6 separate regions of the Mus musculus genome follow, and regions 2, 3, 4, 5 and 6 are each linked to region 1. The links are chromatin contacts, called in public HiChIP or PLAC-seq and promoter capture Hi-C maps. All regions are on one chromosome and are shown on one strand. The core of a region is the stretch at or near the end of the contact, and the rest is flanking DNA. Distances in the headings are between cores, read along the strand shown. Region 1 holds the start of Ppm1k (protein phosphatase 1K (PP2C domain containing)). Region 2 overlaps Kbtbd2 (kelch repeat and BTB (POZ) domain containing 2). Region 3 overlaps Nt5c3 (5'-nucleotidase, cytosolic III). Region 4 overlaps Fkbp9 (FK506 binding protein 9). Region 5 holds the start of Fkbp9 (FK506 binding protein 9). Region 6 overlaps Avl9 (AVL9 cell migration associated).

Region 1 (2,902 bases), core at 311-2,810:
ATGAAGGGTCCCTTGGGGACTAAAAACATTGTTTCTTGATCAGGTGCTAGATATAAAGTCAGGCTGTATGTTGTGAAGATCTCTTGAGCCACACTCAATATGCACACTTTTCTGTCTATATGCTGGATCCGGTAACAATTTCAAGAGCTTTATGAAAATTGATTCTCTATCCAACATAAGCCATTGTTAGATTTAGTGAGTCACTAACACAAATATCACTGTCGAAACATATTATTATTAAATGCACTGGGTCTCCAGATGCTCTTGGACCAGGAGGTGCAACTAGGCAACACAACTTAATTATTAATTTTAAGAATATTTTTAATTAAAACTTATTCCATACATGCATTTTGAGCAATTCTTTCCCCTTCCACAATTCCTTTCAGATCCTCCCCACTTCCGTACTACTCACTCAACTTTATGTATGTTCTCTCTCTGTCTCAAAAAAAAAACCCAAAAACAAAAAACAAAACAAAAAAACAAAAACCCAAAATCAAAACAAAAACAACCCAATTAAGACTTAAAAAGTGGAGGTGGGGGGAGCTGGTGAGATGGCTCAGCGGTTAAGAGCGCTGACTGCTCTTCCAAAGGTCCCGAGTTCAAACCCCAGCAACCACATGGTGGCTCACAACCATCCGTAATGAAATCTGATGCCATTTTCTGGAGTGTCTGAAGACCGCTATAGTGTACAGTGTATAAATAAATAAATAAATGAATATTTTTAAAAAGACTTAAAAAGTATCAAAACAAAACCAAAACACGCACACATAAAAAATCATGGAGTCAATTTAGTGTTGACCAGTATTCCTGTGCATGAAACCTGCCCGGGAGTGTGCTGATACAGCCTGAAAGGCATCTGCTATTGTCTTCTGCTCAGATCCATCCTGCCTTGACTAGATTCAGCGCGGTAAAATCCGCTGCCCAGTGTTCTCCAGCCACACCTGAGCCGTTCCCTCTTTAGACGTGATTTGTCTTTTACTGTTTATTTGTTGGCTTGCTTCCTCATCTTCCTTATTAGACCGAAGGTTCTAAAGGCAGTTATCTGATTATTTGAATCAGTTTGGACCCCCAGATCCAAGGCAATGCTTCCTTCAAAAGACGGAAATCTTTTTGGCATGCAGGATAGTCGCGAGCCATCCCAAGATGCCTGTTAATGCAGTCCGAAGAACATTGGTTTGTGATTTGTCAAAGAACACTGGATGACGTACAAGTGCTACACTCAAGCAAAGCGTGGCTGTCCGAGTCTCGATTTCTTGGGTCAGAGTTAAGATAACTTTGGCAGAAGTGAAACTCCCTCCTCCAGTGGCTGGCGAAAAGCAAGGTCCCTGGTGCCTGATTCGAGGCCGCCAGGCCCATCAGGAGGGCGGGGCGCCAACGTCGAACAGCTACTGGCCCACTTTGACGTCGCTCTACGGCGTTTAATTGGCAATCTGAGAGGTCAAATTGCCTGTGCAGGAGGCTCGTTCCTATCTAAATCTGTAATTGGCTCAGATTGAGGGCGGGCAAAGAGTCTTTCAGAGCACCAACTGGCTAGTGTTGCTGTCAATCATCGGAAATACACTCCTCCGGGTCTCCATTTGGCCAGCTGCGGTTGATTTTTTTTTATTTTCCGAGAATTTCCAGGAGTGGAAGAGACTGTGGCTTCCCTAATTGCTTGTTCTGGAGATCATAATCAACAGAGAAGTCAGTCTAGTTTATCATCCAAGAAATCCTTCCCTTCCTTCCATTAGCCAATTAAGAAATTTACAGACACCTACCCATCACAAGGTAAGAGCCTAAGGAGTTTAATTCGCTTATTCTCCTAGGTTGTTGACGAGACATTGGCGGTCTCCGGAGGTCCCCGGGAAGGCGAAAGAGAAATATGAAATGAGTTCCTGCAGCTTACTCTGTCTGAGACCGAGTCCCACGCGCATCTCTCTGGGTTCGATGTGCTCCCTTTTTCTGGAAGTGGAAAGCAGCTGCTCTCGCCTAGGCCCACGGTGGCTGCGCCCGAGCATCCGGCTCCCCCAAAGCAGCCTTGGTCGGCCTTGAACTTGACCTCGGGCTGATAGTGAGCCCCAGGGAAGCAGGGATAGAAAGATGGGCGGGGTCCCAGGGAGAGAATGAGAAAGCTAGCAAAGATAACAGAACCCTGATTCACTGCAGCGAGACCCTTTGGTGCGCTCCTGCCCGCGAGAGCAGGCATAGCTGCCTAAGAACTTGGGATGCCAGATCTCAAGAGCTCAGGAGAGTGTTGTCCTGCCGCGTCCAGCTTCGTTCAAGGCCAGCAAACCAGCCCACGATTCTATCCAGCCCAGGCTTGCAAAGGGACTGGTGTAGAGAAGGATTGCGGAGCCCTGGTCGTTTGGATCTGAGAGCTTGTGTTTTGCTTTGCTAGGAGAGCACTGTATCTTAGGGGCATGTGGCTCCTGGCGCAGGTTTTCGCAGACGCTTTCTGTAGATGAGAGAATTTACCCGGAGGAGACAAAGATTGAGGCTCTGGGTAGAAATAGCTAGGAAATTTCGACTCTCAAAAGCTCCACCGGTTTTCGTTGTAGGAGCTGCAGGAATAGAAACTGCGAAGCCCCCAACCCCCAATGTGCATGTCAACCCGGCAGAGCAGATGTAGCCTCTGCTGGACCTGTGCCCTGGTGAGGAAACCTGGGGCTCTCTTGAGATCGAGATCTGCAGGGCTTGGCGGAAGGGGCTGTGTTGCCCTTCTAGTGTGTGTTGGAACTTGTGGAAATTGGAAACCAGCTCACCACACTGTATGACAAATGTCATAAAATAGGAAGCTTTGGATAATGGGCTCTTGTTTATAATTGTTTTTCTTGCAATCCGAGTCTCTTTTTCCTTGTCTACATCAACCCACCCCCTTCACAGAGTTGAGTAACACTTACTTTTCAATACTGTATTCTCACTT
Region 2 (2,700 bases), core at 79-2,578, 760 kb after region 1:
TGATGATTAATGCATTTTAGTATGATTATCTTTTCTAGTCTGTATTTCTCAGATTTCCCTTTCTGATTTTAATGGGAATGTGGGTATTTTCCCATCTTTTTCCTGTTTCGGAATAATACTTAGTACTTTGGAAACTTGTTTCAGCTGGGCATGGTAGCACCAGGCCGTAATCTCAGCAGTTGAGAGGTGGAAGTGAGCCGGGCATAGTGGCGCATGCCTTTGATCCCAGCACTTGGGAAGCAGAGGCAGGCGGATTTCTGAGTTCAAGGACAGCCAGGGCTACACAGAGAAACCCTGTTTCGAAAAGAGAAGAGAAAAGGAGGGAGGGTGGGAGGTGGAAGTGAGTGAAGGATTGGAGTTTAAGGTCAGCCTCAGCTACTGTAACGAGAACCTGTATACAAAAACAATCAGGAACCAGCCGTAGAAAGGCAGTTAAAAAATTTAAACAGCTCCTTAAATCTGAGATTACCAGTGTGTGCCACTCATCCAGCCTAAATAGAACAGGTAAAATAGGCCATTGGGCAAGAGTAAGAAATAGAAAACTGTATAGCCTAGAAGTCTAATTTTGTTATTGCAAGAACTTGTCTCTTACCCCAAACGTATAAAACTTGACAGTACAGGAGCATCTGCTATGGGAAACCTGTGGTATCGTAGATAAAAGTAAACTGGAGGCTGGGAGTATGGATCGCAGTGCAGGGTCCTGAGTTCAAAATCTCAGCATCTTTTTACCTTTTTTTTTCTACGTGTCATCTTTTTTTAGGTAGAAGATGTGTTACAGCGTTGCCGAGAATATTTAATTAAAAAAATTAATGCAGAGAACTGTGTGCGGCTGCTGAGTTTTGCTGACCTCTTCAGTTGTGAAGAATTAAAGCAGAGTGCAAAGAGGATGGTGGAGCACAAGTTCACGGCTGTGTACCGCCAGGAAGCCTTCATGCAGCTGTCCCACGACCTCCTCATAGACATCCTCAGCAGCGACAACTTAAATGTAGAAAAGGAGGAAACCGTGCGAGAGGCTGCCATGCTCTGGCTAGAGTACAACACAGAGTCACGATCCCAGTATTTGTCTTCAGTTCTTAGCCAGATCAGAATTGATGCTCTTTCAGAAGTCACACAAAGAGCTTGGTTTCAAGGTCTCCCACCCAACGATAAGTCTGTTGTGGTTCAGGGTCTTTATAAGTCTATGCCCAAGTTCTTCAAACCCAGACTTGGGATGACTAAGGAGGAAATGATGATTTTCATTGAAGCATCCTCAGAAAACCCTTGTAGTCTTTACTCTTCTGTCTGTTATAGCCCCCAGGCAGAAAAAGTTTACAAGTTATGCAGCCCACCCGCTGATTTGCATAAGGTTGGGACAGTTGTAACTCCGGATAATGATATTTACATAGCAGGGGGCCAAGTGCCCTTGAAAAACACAAAAACAAATCACAGTAAAACAAGTAAACTGCAGACTGCCTTCCGAACTGTGAATTGCTTTTACTGGTTTGATGCACAACAAAATACCTGGTTTCCAAAGACACCAATGCTTTTTGTCCGTGTGAAGCCATCTTTGGTTTGCTGTGAAGGCTATATCTATGCAATCGGAGGAGATAGTGTTGGTGGAGAACTTAACCGGAGGACTGTAGAAAGATACGACACTGAGAAGGATGAGTGGACAATGGTGAGCCCTTTGCCTTGTGCATGGCAGTGGAGTGCAGCAGTTGTAGTTCACGACTGCATCTATGTGATGACATTAAACCTCATGTACTGTTACTTTCCAAGATCTGACTCATGGGTAGAAATGGCCATGAGGCAGACTAGCAGATCTTTTGCTTCAGCTGCAGCTTTTGGTGATAAAATTTTCTATATTGGAGGGTTGCATATTGCTACCAATTCTGGCATAAGACTCCCCTCTGGCACTGTAGATGGGTCTTCAGTAACTGTGGAAATTTATGATGTGAATAAAAATGAATGGAAGATGGCTGCCAACATCCCTGCTAAAAGGTATTCTGATCCCTGTGTTAGAGCTGTTGTGATCTCAAATTCTCTTTGTGTGTTTATGCGAGAAACCCACTTAAATGAACGAGCTAAGTATGTCACCTACCAGTATGATTTGGAACTTGACCGGTGGTCTCTGCGGCAGCATATATCTGAACGTGTACTGTGGGACCTAGGGAGAGATTTTCGGTGCACTGTGGGGAAACTTTATCCATCCTGTCTTGAAGAATCTCCATGGAAGCCACCAACTTACCTTTTTTCACCAGATGGAACAGAGGAGTTTGAACTGGATGGGGAAATGGTTGCACTTCCGCCTGTATAGGGGACTTGAGGGAGTGCCACGTGCTGAACTTGTGATATCCTTTGCTAAACCAGAGGATAAAAAAGGAGAGTATGAGTACATAAAAATCTATCTTTGATACATTTTATTTTTATGCCCTACTTAATATTTGCATCAGTATAATATATATCAGTGTGTCATACAGAAAGATATGCTTCTGTAATATGAAATAGGTTATTTGATAACTGAGAAACTTTAAATGTATCATGTGAGCATAAGAGTCTGGATTATCTAACATTGTTAGCCCTGTGTATGTACAGTCCAGAACTTCACTTTTTTTAGAAAATTTTTTTGTTTGTTTATCTTGTTTTTGGTTTTTTTGTTTTTTGTTTTTTTCCGAGACAGGGTTTCTTTGTATAGCCCTGGCTGCCCTGGAACTCACTTTG
Region 3 (2,728 bases), core at 189-2,688, 630 kb after region 1:
GCAGTCCTGGTAGACTGAGAATCATTTGGGGCCTTTAGAGCTGGTTAATCTGCTACTAAATTTGAATTGGGATATGGGTATTTCTTCTGTTATAGTTATTTTTCCTATCCAAAGAATTCTGCCCTTCAAGAGGAGACTTACTAGACATATTGTGCAAGCTTTCGGGTGAACAGGAAACTTTATTAAGATTAGGTTGGTGCCTCATGCGCATCCTAGTACTTAGGAGGCTGAAGCAGGATAATTTTTACAATTTCTAGACTACTCTGGGATATATAATGCATCAGCTACTGCATGAGATACTGCCTCAGTGCAAAAAGAAGAAGGGGGAAGGGAAGAAGAACAAGAACCAAAGCAATATAACCAAAACAGAAGGAAGGGTCACGATGACATAGGTGACAGAGAGCTAGATTGTGTATGGTTCATGACAGGGACCCTTCTTACCTGTGTACGGGTCAGGGAGCTGGGCTGTGGTTCATTGGTCACTTAGCAGTTTGTGATGCTTCTCAGAAAGGTGACTACTGGTCTTTCACAGCTGGCCTGGTCCAGTATGTTGAAGTCCATGGATGTAATGAGACAGCGAGGCAAGATATTTAAACCAGAACCAAGAGAGTGAGGCGGCCCTTTCATTTTTCTGTGTCCCCTAGTTCCAAACTACGTATAAAGCCTCTGGCTGATAGCGTCAGCATTTTCACCATGTATTTAAATGTAGTGTGAGTACCTTACCTGAGAGATTGTTTTCCTCCCATTAAAGTATCAGCCATGGCCTGGCCAGTAGCACTTGAGAGGCCAAGGCAAATGGAGCTTTGTGAGTTCCAGGCTAGCCAGGGTTATTTAGTGAGACTCTGTCTCTAAAATAAATACATTATTTAATTAAATAAGCAAACAAAAGTCATTAAATACAACAAACAAACTAAACACCTTGTATGGCTAGTCCTGGTTGTTAAGTTGACTATATCTGGGATGAACTACAATCTAGAATTGGAGGGCTCGCCTGTGATCCAGATCTTGAGGCTGGAAGACACCAGTTTCTGAGCTGGATTAGATCTTGGCATGGAGATCTTGCGGCATAGTGGCCATGAAAATTTAGACCCAGGCAAGGTAGTACACGCCTTTAATCTGTACCACACATTCTAATGGAAGCCTACATAAGGACATTGGAAGCAGGAAGAGTCACTCTTCTTTAACTGCTTGTACTTACTTGCCAGCACATCTGTTAGAACCTACTTACTTCTACAGAAGACCAGCTGAAACAACTCGCCTCAAGACTGAGCAACTACTAGATTCTTGGGTTAATTGGACTACAGACTGTAAATCATCACAATAAATTCCCTCAATATAGAGACATTCCATAAGTTCTGTGACTCTAGAGAAGCCTGACTAATACACACCCCCATCAGTCAGGAACGACTACGTGATGCAGCCTTCTGTCAGCAGGTGGCAGGCTTCTCCTGCTGCAGTAGGCTGCTTTCCAATGTTGCTGCACTAGTTGTGTTGCTGGATAGGTAGTTAAATTTTTTTTTTCTTGGTGTACATTCATTGTCTGAACGTTATGCTCTCTCTCTCTCTCTCTCTCTCTCTCTCTCTCTCTCTCTCTCTCTCTCTCTCTCTCCCTCTCCTCTTTAAGACAGTATTTTACTATGTAGCTTTAGCCTTGTACACTCAGAGATCTGCCTGTTCTTGCCTCCTGAGTTCTGGAGCTGAGTGTATGAGCTGCCATGCCTGGCAGACTATGTACTCTCATGTAAACCCTCAGAGTTACCTTAACATTAAGCTATAAATTTTAAACAAGTATGACAACACCCAGATGTGGCAGACTTGTTTGTCATCTTGTCATTTTGTTTTATATGCTGTTTGCCTTCTCTCCCTTCCTTTTTTTTTTTTTTAGTCTACTAGAGTACAAAAGATACAAAATCATCTTGCAGTTGATGAGGGGTTGCATAATCTGTTGGTAAGCTCCTTCTTGTAAGTAGGTGGAAGTAGATACCGCAGCCTGAAACATCCTCTGTACTCGTGGTAGTCTTCTCTACCTTGTCACATCACATTGTCTTATTCATATTTCTCCACATGCCCTTCTAATTGGGAATTTAGGTTAGAGACAGCATTAAGAACACCATAATCTAAGCAGCTGTGGCATGCCCTCCTGTAGTTTAAACTACAGGAGCCTAAGGTACAGGATTACTTGAGCCTATTGAGAAAACAATAAATGTCATTTTATTTTTGAAATACCACTCTTAAAGGTTTATTTATGTGCATCACTGTTACTTATACATATGAATATTTTGCCTGCATGTGTGTGCCTGATGCCTAGAGAGATCAGAGGAGGACACCAGATGCCCTGGAACTGGAGTTACAGATGGTTGTGAGCTGCCACGTGAGTGCTGGGAACAGAGCCCAAGTCCTCTGCGGCAGTAGCCAGTGAGGTTAACCACTGAGCCATTTCTCCAGCCCTCACATCACTACATTCTTATACGCAGCTTTCTCAGGAACAGCTATCAGCACACCAAGGTCAAGGTCTATCTTGTCAAACTGTTAGAATTCTAAAAGAACAACTGATTCACTTGGTGGATTCTTATAGAAGCAGATGGGAACCACTTGAGAACTCTTAAGCTTTGTCACATGCAGAAATGCAAAACTGAAATGTGCTGACAGTAGTTAGAAGAAGAAGAAGGAAAAGAAAGACTAGAATCAGATATGGTATAAGGCACACCATAATCCCAGCACTTGGGAA
Region 4 (2,700 bases), core at 194-2,693, 670 kb after region 1:
GATTTACAGGTAAAACAAATGACTCTCTTTATCATTTAGCATTTTTATCTTGAGGTTTATCTTAAAAAGAAGGTTCCCTGCATCCTGTGGCTCCTGCTCCTAAGAAGACGGTGACTCCACCAAACATATCAGAGGGCAGGACATCTGATCTCTGCCTCTCAGACATGTGTATCCTACACAGATAAGAAGGAATTTCTTTGTCTCCCAGCCCCACTTCCCCATTCTTGGTCTGAGCAGCAGAGCAGAGACAGGAGTGCTGACTGCTGGGCCATTTTCACATGTGTGAGCTCTCTCATCCTTCCCACTGCCTCTGAATACTTTCACACCCAGTGGCTGGGATCGCTCTGCAAGGTCTGTTGTAAACCTCTCTGTGAGTCAGGGCCCCTAAGGTTACAATCCTAAAATGTGCTATCTTTCCCTCCTCATTTTAACATCTCTGTGATTATGACTGACTGACAGGGCAAAACTTCTGTGGTTTTAGAGGTGCATAAATAGTACTTCTAATAATAAGAGGGTTTTGGATTTTGATGAAATAACACTGAATGTGCCACAGCTTGCAGAACCTCATAGTCCAAAGCCAGACTCAGAGCTAGAGGGCAAAGTGACCGGTAAAGGGGAGGCTCCAGGACAATCAGCTCTCCAACTCTGGACTCAGACACCTAAATCAGGCTCAGCATATCAGTGGATGTTCTTAGACAAAAATATAAAGTCTGAAAATGACTCTTTCCCAGAGAAGACTGATTCAATTTCCAGACACACTTGAGATTCAGAGTCACAGGAAGCAAACTTGTTTTTACATTATTTTTTATGATCTTCAGGTTTATTTCTATCAGCTAACATTTATTATATGATCCGTTAGTGCTACAGATACTCTGGGGAAGACTATGAAGAAGAAATAGGAAAAACTATGAATAAGAAATCAGGTATCTCTAAAGTATCCAGATCATAACGGACACAAAAGTAACTTAAGGCTGGGGGGTAAGGGTTAGGAGACTTTAGAAGCAGGAGGAGTTTCCTCCCAGGAATTCATGGATGTGTTTGAAAACAGGAAGGACATATAAGTGGGGACAAAAGCAAAGAGGCCAAGCAACCTGGGCAGGGTGGGACGCAGTGCTGAAACTGTCTAGGACAAAGAAAGCAGAGTCCTGTAGCAGACCTTGACACGGGTTCTTACTATGTGTCCACGTTTGCCTCTGGCTTTCTATCTCCTTCTGCAGCTTCCTAAGCACTGGAATTATGGGTGTTTGTCCCTGCATCTGACTCCAAGGGTCTAGTTATTAAATATAGATCTGACTGAGAAAGAGTGTTCTGCCAGGTAAGAAACAGTCTAGAGCAGGGAAGATCTGTGGCAGGAAACTCCATAATAATGCGCTGAGCAGAGAAAGCTTACACTACACAATACGGAAGGTTGGACCAAACAACTCCCACCCAGCATCACAGTGGGAAGTACTACCAAAGGTTCCCTCCACATCTGGTTCCCAGATACCCTTACGTGGAGTCCAGCAGAGTCCCATCCAGGAGTGAGGCATTGTAGTGGTATTTGAGGTAATCCCCCTTCTTACTCAGCACCGAGCAGTCTGGAGGCTTGTAGTGGGAAGTGATGCTGATGGAATCCGAAGGGTTGTGAAAGTCAATCACGTGGATGTCGAACACCAGCACGGCTGAGCCAGGAATGCTCCCTAAAGGCAGACCCAGGGAATCAATGAACACGCCCACCACAGCACACTCGCCTCCCCAGGACCAGCAGGTGGGTCTGATAAGGAATACAGTGACCCAGGTCCTTCTCAGACTCAGAGGTTCTTGAATGTTGGTACAGTTAAGAATTACTTATCAGCATTGGAAATGTAAACGAGGAAAATACCTAATTTAAAAAAAAAAAAAAAAAAAAAGAATTACTTATCGCTTACAGAGGGTTGAGCAGTAGCGGGCCAGGTGTCTGCATTTTTACCTGAATCCAAACAAGACTGAGACCACTGGTAATGTCTCAGAAGGAGGATCAGGCACTGACGCTTTGCTTTTAATTTGTCGTTCTGAGGCAGTGTCTCTCTGGGTATATACCTTTTGGGACTGATTGGGGGTTGGTTTTGTTTTGTTTTGATTTTTATATTCTGCAAAGATGGCAAATTACATTATTTGATTTTTTTTTTAACTTTCACATCATCAACATTTTTACTTTTTTTTTTTTAAAGACAGGGACTTATTGTGTAGACTACAAACCTCCAGATCATGTCCTGGTATAGAAGATCCCTTGAATCAGCTTTCTACCCAGAGTTGCTCTTCCAGACTGACCCCTCATTAGCTACTGATAAAGTTAATAATGATAAATAAATTGCCTTTAGGGAGAGGCAAGACAATTATAAGTCAGTGATGGGCAGAACCACACACTTCAGGCCTGCTTAGTTACACAAACCTCCTGCCCTATACCTCAGCCTCAGCCTCAGCCTCAGCCTCAGCCTCAGCCTCAGCCTCAGCCTCAGCCTCATGACAGAGCCACTGAACCATGGACCCATCAACTTCTTGATCTGTTTCTCCTCCCAACGTGACTACTCAGGATAAACCTCACTCCTCTGCTTTCTGTCAACTATTATCTCTTTCTGTGTCGATGGAAGAATGGAAGTGGGAGCAGAATGGGGGGAGATAATATGTAGGGAGAGCAAGGGAGAGAGAAGGAAGATTGGCTGGGAGGCAGGGGCAATCTCT
Region 5 (2,732 bases), core at 176-2,675, 700 kb after region 1:
CTTAACCACAGAGCCATCTCATGAGCCCTATACATTCTAGGAGAACTACATAGCAGGGGAATACCTCAATTAAGGTGGGTTGGTATAAAAACTACAACTGAAACAATGGTATGACTAGGACTGAGGATATAGCTCAAAAATACAGAGCTTGCCTAGAATGTACAGTCCTGGGTTCAATCTCCCTGTGCACCCCCCAAAATAATTACCACTAAGGAGGACTAACCATATCTAAGCCTTTGCTTTGTGCCACATAGTACTGACAACCTTAAATGTTTTTACATACTCATGTGTGGCTGCTTATATTGTACATAATAAGCCCATTCAGGCACAACAGTTCCCTGTCTAATGGAGTGCTTCACCACAAGGACACAGCCCAGGGTTAGAAACAGCAGCCTGAAGAAAGGGGCAAGGCTGAAATGAGCTGAAAACTTAAGTTACATGAGCAAGCCCAGGCCATCTCTCCCACAGTTTTTGTAAAGCCAGAAGGGGAGGGCACAGGAGTTGCACACAGGCACAGCATTTGAATTCCCACAGCCTGAATCCAATATTTGCACAGGTCTCACTGGTCTTGGTTACTTAATTGGTAAAAAAAAAAAAAAAAAAAAAAAAAAAAAAAAAAAGTTTCTTCTTGTAACTCCCCAAAGATTTAAATGAGCTCGTGCATATATATATATATACCGTTGCCTAACACCTCAACAGTTCAGTACAGTGACTGCAATTATGGGACACCTACCTCCTCCTCCCACTAGTCAATGCTAAGGTTGGGTTGTCTAGACAATCCAGGGATGAAACCCAGAGACCAGTCAAGACGGACCACCAAGAAGGCGGGCGAGCATCACCCACTCTTGGAGGTCTCGCTGAGTGGCCATTTTACATGTCTGAAAAACGTGTTCCGCTGTGCGGGGCAGAGAGGAAAAGAGGAATTGTCCTGTCCGCAATCTTAAGGTCCCAACTATGGCTGAAGGCTCAGCACACCTCCAAACGCATGGGGAGGGCGGCGGAGGGGGTGGGGGCGGGCTGGTGGAGGTCCTTGGGGAGTGTGGGGGCACGGGGTACCTGGAGTCGAACTTCTGGCCGTCGAGGAAAGTCCCCACGTAGTGGTAGCGCACGAAGTCGCCACTGTGCACCGTGCGCGGACACTCATCAGGCACGAAGCTCTGCTGGATCTGAAGTTCCGAGCTCACAGCCAGGCCCAACACCGGGGCTGCCTGCCCGGTCACCCAGAGCAGCAGCAGGAGCAGCGACCGGCGCCGCCAGCCCCGGGCCCCTAATGCCATCGCGCGGCCTGGACTCCGGGGAGGCGAGGGGCAAGGCTGGGCGCGCCGCGGCGATGCAAACGTGGAAAGGTCTCCCGGCTAGCCCCGGGCCGCAGCGCCCGCCCCCCGCCGCCCGCGTCCGCCCCGTGCCGGGCCGAGGGGAGGAGCCGCGCCCAGCCCGAGGGGCGTCCACCGGCCTGGGAATTCCTCTGCCTTCCCCGCCTCCAGAAGCCGGGAGAGGATCGCTCTGACTGCCAGGCCCCGCGCCTGAGCACTGCGGATCCCAAGAGACGATATGGAGACTCCTACGTGGCAGCGGATCCAGTTTCCCCTTGCTGCTCTGGGAAAGGAAGGAAACTTAAGAGTCTTTTTTAAAAACTTAGTTACTGGGGGTGTACATACACAATAAACAGGCTGGAACTTCCCTCAGAATGTTTTTGAGTTGCTGTGAACTAATGTGGTCAGTGAATTAAGTTCCTAACACGTGACAGCTTGGCCAGCGCTCCAGATCCCACAAGCGACCCCTAGTTAAATGAATCCTCGATTTATTAAAGCTTTGGAGTATTAAAAGTAAATCAACAGAGCTTTCTCAATTTGTTTTGGGAAGCTACCAAATAATCCAGATACCAAAATCTACTAAAGACACCCACAAACGAGAAAAATAAGCAGTTGGCACCAAACAAGTTCTTTTTTTTTTTTTTTTTTTTTTTAGCAAAGATGCTAAATAAAACTTGAGCAAATGGAACACAACAGCTACCTGAGTGAGCTGGTTAACAAAGTATCAGAGACATCTGCAAAGTGAAGAGAAAACAAGATACTTTAAAAATTAGTATAGAGCCTATGATTAGAATCCAACGATCTAATAAGAAGCTATAGGTGGCCCTCAAAAAAAGGTTAGTGATCAGTTTTCCTACTTGGAAAAAAACAAAAACAAAAAACCTTGGAGTGTCCTAAGTTACAGAACAAGAGAGAGAGGAAAAAAGAAATCCGTGCTAACGTCACTTCAAGTTAAATCATCAAAGGAAAAGAAGAGAACAAAAAGGCGCTCCACGTTGCTTCCCTGGACCTTGAAAATCAATACCGCAATCTACTTTTAGAATCAAGCAACCTGAGAATCAATCAAAACCTTTCTTTACTCTCAGCTCCTAACTGCCGGGCCACCTTTCCAGGGCTCCCTTCCAGCTTTTCCCCAATAGTTTCAAGGCTGAATTTAAGTCTTCGTCCATTTTGAGTTGACCTTTGTATACAAGAGATGTGGTTCTAGTTTATCTAGCCTATGCATATTCAGTTCCCCAGCACCATTCATAGAAGACAAGGTCCTTTATCCAGTGGCCGTTCTTGCTGCCTTGTGGAAAAACCAGATGGTTGAGTATATGTGTGTGAGCTGTGGATTGAACTTTTGTCTTACAAATTCTTGATAAGTTACGTTAGCACGGGTTTCTTTTTTTCCTCTATCCTACGCAGAGCAAAGCCTTC
Region 6 (2,782 bases), core at 164-2,663, 800 kb after region 1:
CCTTGCAAAGATGATGTGCAAATTCATGAAGCATTCCATAATTTAAAAAAGTGCCAATCATGAGGATTGAAGTGCAGGTTCCAATGCCCCCACATAACAAGCTTGTAAATAGCAGCTCTGAGGTGGGCAGAGCCTAGCTGATTGCTGAGGCCTGCTGGTTTCCTGTATATCTGAAAGAATAGTCCCAGGTTAAAAGAGATCCTGACTCAAAATGAATAGGGTGATTGATAGACGAGGATACCCATTACCCTCTGCTAGCCTCAGCATGCAGGCACAGGTGCACATGCCTGTGTATAAGTGTACATACACCCATACAGATAAAGATCAATTAAAAAGTCCCAATGTCATGAAATTCAAGAAGAAATGGGAAAAAGCGGCAGGACTAAGAAGATAGTCAAGTGGTTAAGAAAGTATACTACTTTAGCAGAAGACCTGAGTTAGGTCCCAGCACCCACATCAGGTGGTCCAAAAATGCTTATCAGTTCCAGAGGATCCAAAGATCTCCTGGATTTTGGGCATAGCTGCACTCATATACACAGATACACACAAAAACATACAGTTAAACATAAGATAGATCTTTAAAAAATGAGTATGAAGTGATGATAGTACAATTTGACCTGGAGTTAGATGTACTATCATTGTGCTATAGAGTAATTTGACATTAGCAGGAACTAGAAACGTAATATAGGATTCTTGACTGGTTCCTCGATAAAAAAGAACTGCCTATACATTTTATCATTTTATCTATAAAGTTAATTAGAGACACCCTCATTATCTTTCTATAAAGACATTGAAAACCCAGCTCAACATTCTTTAAATCTGTAATTTTTATACAAGATAAATTACTAAGAGATTGATGGGGGCTGGAGAGATGGCTCAGCAGTTAAGAACACTGACTGGTCCTGAGTTCAATTCCCAGCAAACACATGGTGGCTCACAACTATGTGTAATGAGATCCGATGCCTTCTTCTGTCATGTTTGAAACAGCAACAGTGTACTTACACATATATAAAAGAAATAAAATCTTAAAAAAAGAGAGAGATTGATGGAATAGGCCAGAGATATCAGAGAAATAAATGCAGACTAAAGTACACCATAAGTAAAATTTAAGAGTGTGAAAGTCAGGTAGTTACTGTGCAGCCCAGGCTGTTCTGGAACCTGCCATAATTCTCCTGCTTTAGCCTTCTAAGGGCTGAGATTACAAGCCTGTGATACTATGTCTGGGTTTCTTTTTGTTCTTTTCTTTTTAAAATAGAGCACCAGAATTATTAAAAATTAAATCTTAGTTTCTGTGGTTTTGTCTGCATGAACAATGTGTGCTGCTGGGTGCTTGCAGCAAGGCAGAAGAGAACATCAGACACCCTGGTACTGGAATTATAGATGGTTATGAGCTACCATGTGGGTACTGGGAATCAAACCCTATGACTGAAAAAATAGCTAGTGCTCTTAAATGCTGAGTCATTTCCTATGAGCCAGCCCCTATGCCTGGGTTTTTAATCTTTATTTTGTGTTCATTTTTATGTGTTCATGTACACATCTCAATGTGTGTGGAAGCTGGAGTGAGGCATCAGGTGTCTTTTCCAATTGCTTCTCCACCTTATTACATTTTAGGACAAAGTCTCTAATTTAAATCTGGAGCTCACAGACTGGCCAGATGGGCTAGCCAGCAAGTGACAGATTTCAGCCTCTATTTCTCCAGTGCAGAGCTTTCAGAACGTGCTCCTATGCCAGCTTGTCTTTTCACATGGGCACTGGGGATCTGAGCTCAGGTGCTTGTACTGCATCACAAGCACTCTCCTGACTGAGCCACTTCCCCAACCCCTAGTGTCCTAATTAGAGTAAAACTCCATTCTCCTAAGTCCCCACAATGATACTTAACACTTCATTGACAAAAAAATTCTCTACTTCACACGGTGTATTATAATTACATTATTTCTAGGCAAATAAAATTAACATAAGGAACTAAAAGAAAAATAAATCAGCTATCAAGGACATTATTATAGCTACAAGTGGTAATGTATGCTTCTAATCCCAGGATTCAGATGTTAGAGGCAACAGGACTATAAGTTTTCAAACAGCCTGGATCACATTTAAGATCCTGTCCTAGCCCCACTCCCCAACCCCCCCCAAAAAAAGGAAAAAAGAAAGAAAAGGAGGTTAAAACATCTAGGGAAACTTGAAAACAGACTGCATTTTTATTCTACGGCCTTCTTTCAGTGAATCTGTATTTGTTTATAAAATAGGATCATAGTTAATAGAACACAGGACTGGAGAAATGGCTCAGTGATAAACACTGACTGATTTTGCAGATGATCAGGTTCAGTTCCCAGCACCCACACAGCAGTTCACAACCTTATATAACTCCAGTTCCAGGGGATCTGATACCTTCTTCTGATACTCTGGGGGCACTAGGTACACATGTAGTACATATATACAAATACAGGCAAAACACTCACACTATTTAGGTAAAAATAAATGAACCTAATGTGCCATGAAACATCTTGATAATAAAAAGTATTTGGGAATGTTTATTGTTTGGAGTTAAATGGGACACACAAAATAATTAGCTACTGATTTTTAACTCATTTTAAATGACTCTTTCCGGTAGTTTGCATTCAACCCAGATTAATTGTGAAAAAAAAAAATCTCTATTGAGAGAATTACTGGGGCAAAGGAACAATTCGCTTAAGGTAATAAGCCATAATGAACATAGTGCATGGCTGATCCCTCAATATTCCCTTTACTTTAGGTGCACTGAATACAGTTAATATGGGATATAAAA

Evidence for each region. Promoter capture Hi-C pulls out the DNA fragments that hold promoters and counts their contacts. HiChIP or PLAC-seq counts read pairs in DNA pulled down with a chosen protein or histone mark.
Region 2: an H3K27ac HiChIP or PLAC-seq map of embryonic stem cells shows a contact between it and region 1, with 7 times the contacts expected there. The contact joins the enhancer-like site here to the promoter of Ppm1k in region 1. A contact is called at or near these places in 11 of 39 promoter capture datasets (the C10 cell line, the HPC-7 cell line, cranial neural crest and 8 more), 1 of 484 Hi-C or Micro-C datasets (bone marrow-derived macrophages), 8 of 115 datasets of contacts at active chromatin or transcription factors (bone marrow-derived macrophages, embryonic forebrain, embryonic stem cells and 4 more) and 4 of 9 other capture datasets (adipose tissue, embryonic stem cells, liver and 1 more).
Region 3: a promoter capture Hi-C map of neutrophils shows a contact between it and region 1. The contact joins the enhancer-like site here to the promoter of Ppm1k in region 1. A contact is called at or near these places in 21 of 39 promoter capture datasets (the 3T3-L1 cell line, 3T3-L1-derived adipocytes, the C10 cell line and 13 more), 2 of 15 datasets of contacts at CTCF or cohesin (the NIH/3T3 cell line and large pre-B cells), 24 of 484 Hi-C or Micro-C datasets (B cells, CD4 T cells, CD8 T cells and 17 more), 19 of 115 datasets of contacts at active chromatin or transcription factors (the NIH/3T3 cell line, bone marrow-derived macrophages, cardiomyocytes and 11 more) and 4 of 9 other capture datasets (adipose tissue, embryonic stem cells, liver and 1 more).
Region 4: an H3K27ac HiChIP or PLAC-seq map of extraembryonic endoderm stem cells shows a contact between it and region 1, with 6 times the contacts expected there. The contact joins the enhancer-like site here to the promoter of Ppm1k in region 1. A contact is called at or near these places in 10 of 39 promoter capture datasets (the C10 cell line, cranial neural crest, embryonic stem cells and 7 more), 6 of 115 datasets of contacts at active chromatin or transcription factors (bone marrow-derived macrophages, embryonic forebrain, extraembryonic endoderm stem cells and 3 more) and 1 of 9 other capture datasets (adipose tissue).
Region 5: a promoter capture Hi-C map of neural stem cells shows a contact between it and region 1. The contact joins the promoter of Fkbp9 here to the promoter of Ppm1k in region 1. A contact is called at or near these places in 14 of 39 promoter capture datasets (the C10 cell line, cranial neural crest, embryonic stem cells and 10 more), 10 of 484 Hi-C or Micro-C datasets (bone marrow-derived macrophages, cardiomyocytes, embryonic stem cells and 3 more), 32 of 115 datasets of contacts at active chromatin or transcription factors (the NIH/3T3 cell line, bone marrow-derived macrophages, craniofacial prominence and 19 more) and 5 of 9 other capture datasets (adipose tissue, embryonic stem cells, liver and 2 more).
Region 6: an H3K4me3 HiChIP or PLAC-seq map of bone marrow-derived macrophages shows a contact between it and region 1, with 6 times the contacts expected there. The contact joins the enhancer-like site here to the promoter of Ppm1k in region 1. A contact is called at or near these places in 10 of 39 promoter capture datasets (the C10 cell line, the HPC-7 cell line, cranial neural crest and 7 more), 1 of 484 Hi-C or Micro-C datasets (cortical neurons) and 7 of 115 datasets of contacts at active chromatin or transcription factors (the 230-238 cell line, astrocytes, bone marrow-derived macrophages and 4 more).

What each region holds. Positions count from the first base shown.
Region 1 is chr6:57,534,145-57,537,046 of GRCm38.p6, reverse strand. It overlaps Ppm1k (protein phosphatase 1K (PP2C domain containing)), which reads left to right and starts at 1,560. Exons shown (of 7, transcript NM_175523.5): 1 at 1,560-1,767.
Region 2 is chr6:56,778,474-56,781,173 of GRCm38.p6, reverse strand. Kbtbd2 (kelch repeat and BTB (POZ) domain containing 2) reads left to right here. Exons shown (of 4, transcript NM_001362210.1): 4 at 761-2,700. The coding sequence ends at 2,296. Among named protein-coding and RNA genes, the nearest start is that of Gm10209, 15 kb to the left of the region's middle. Within about 2 kb of position 1,328, at least 5 of the 459 cell types and tissues checked have an H3K27ac peak or open chromatin away from gene starts, as enhancers often do. A contact at or near this core is called in embryonic stem cells, where this site is marked.
Region 3 is chr6:56,907,826-56,910,553 of GRCm38.p6, reverse strand. The region is part of intron 1 of Nt5c3 (5'-nucleotidase, cytosolic III); the gene reads left to right. Among named protein-coding and RNA genes, the nearest start is that of Nt5c3, 15 kb to the left of the region's middle. Within about 2 kb of position 1,438, at least 24 of the 459 cell types and tissues checked have an H3K27ac peak or open chromatin away from gene starts, as enhancers often do. A contact at or near this core is called in B cells, hematopoietic stem and progenitor cells, liver and 3 more, where this site is marked.
Region 4 is chr6:56,867,699-56,870,398 of GRCm38.p6, reverse strand. Fkbp9 (FK506 binding protein 9) reads right to left here. Exons shown (of 10, transcript NM_012056.2): 7 at 1,493-1,679. Among named protein-coding and RNA genes, the nearest start is that of Fkbp9, 37 kb to the right of the region's middle. Within about 2 kb of position 1,443, at least 28 of the 459 cell types and tissues checked have an H3K27ac peak or open chromatin away from gene starts, as enhancers often do. A contact at or near this core is called in embryonic stem cells, extraembryonic endoderm stem cells and stem cell-derived epiblast-like cells, where this site is marked.
Region 5 is chr6:56,830,752-56,833,483 of GRCm38.p6, reverse strand. It overlaps Fkbp9 (FK506 binding protein 9), which reads right to left and starts at 1,425. Exons shown (of 10, transcript NM_012056.2): 1 at 1,057-1,425. The coding sequence starts at 1,277.
Region 6 is chr6:56,731,687-56,734,468 of GRCm38.p6, reverse strand. All of the region lies in intron 8 of Avl9 (AVL9 cell migration associated), which reads right to left. Among named protein-coding and RNA genes, the nearest start is that of Avl9, 18 kb to the right of the region's middle. Within about 2 kb of position 1,413, at least 21 of the 459 cell types and tissues checked have an H3K27ac peak or open chromatin away from gene starts, as enhancers often do. A contact at or near this core is called in bone marrow-derived macrophages, where this site is marked.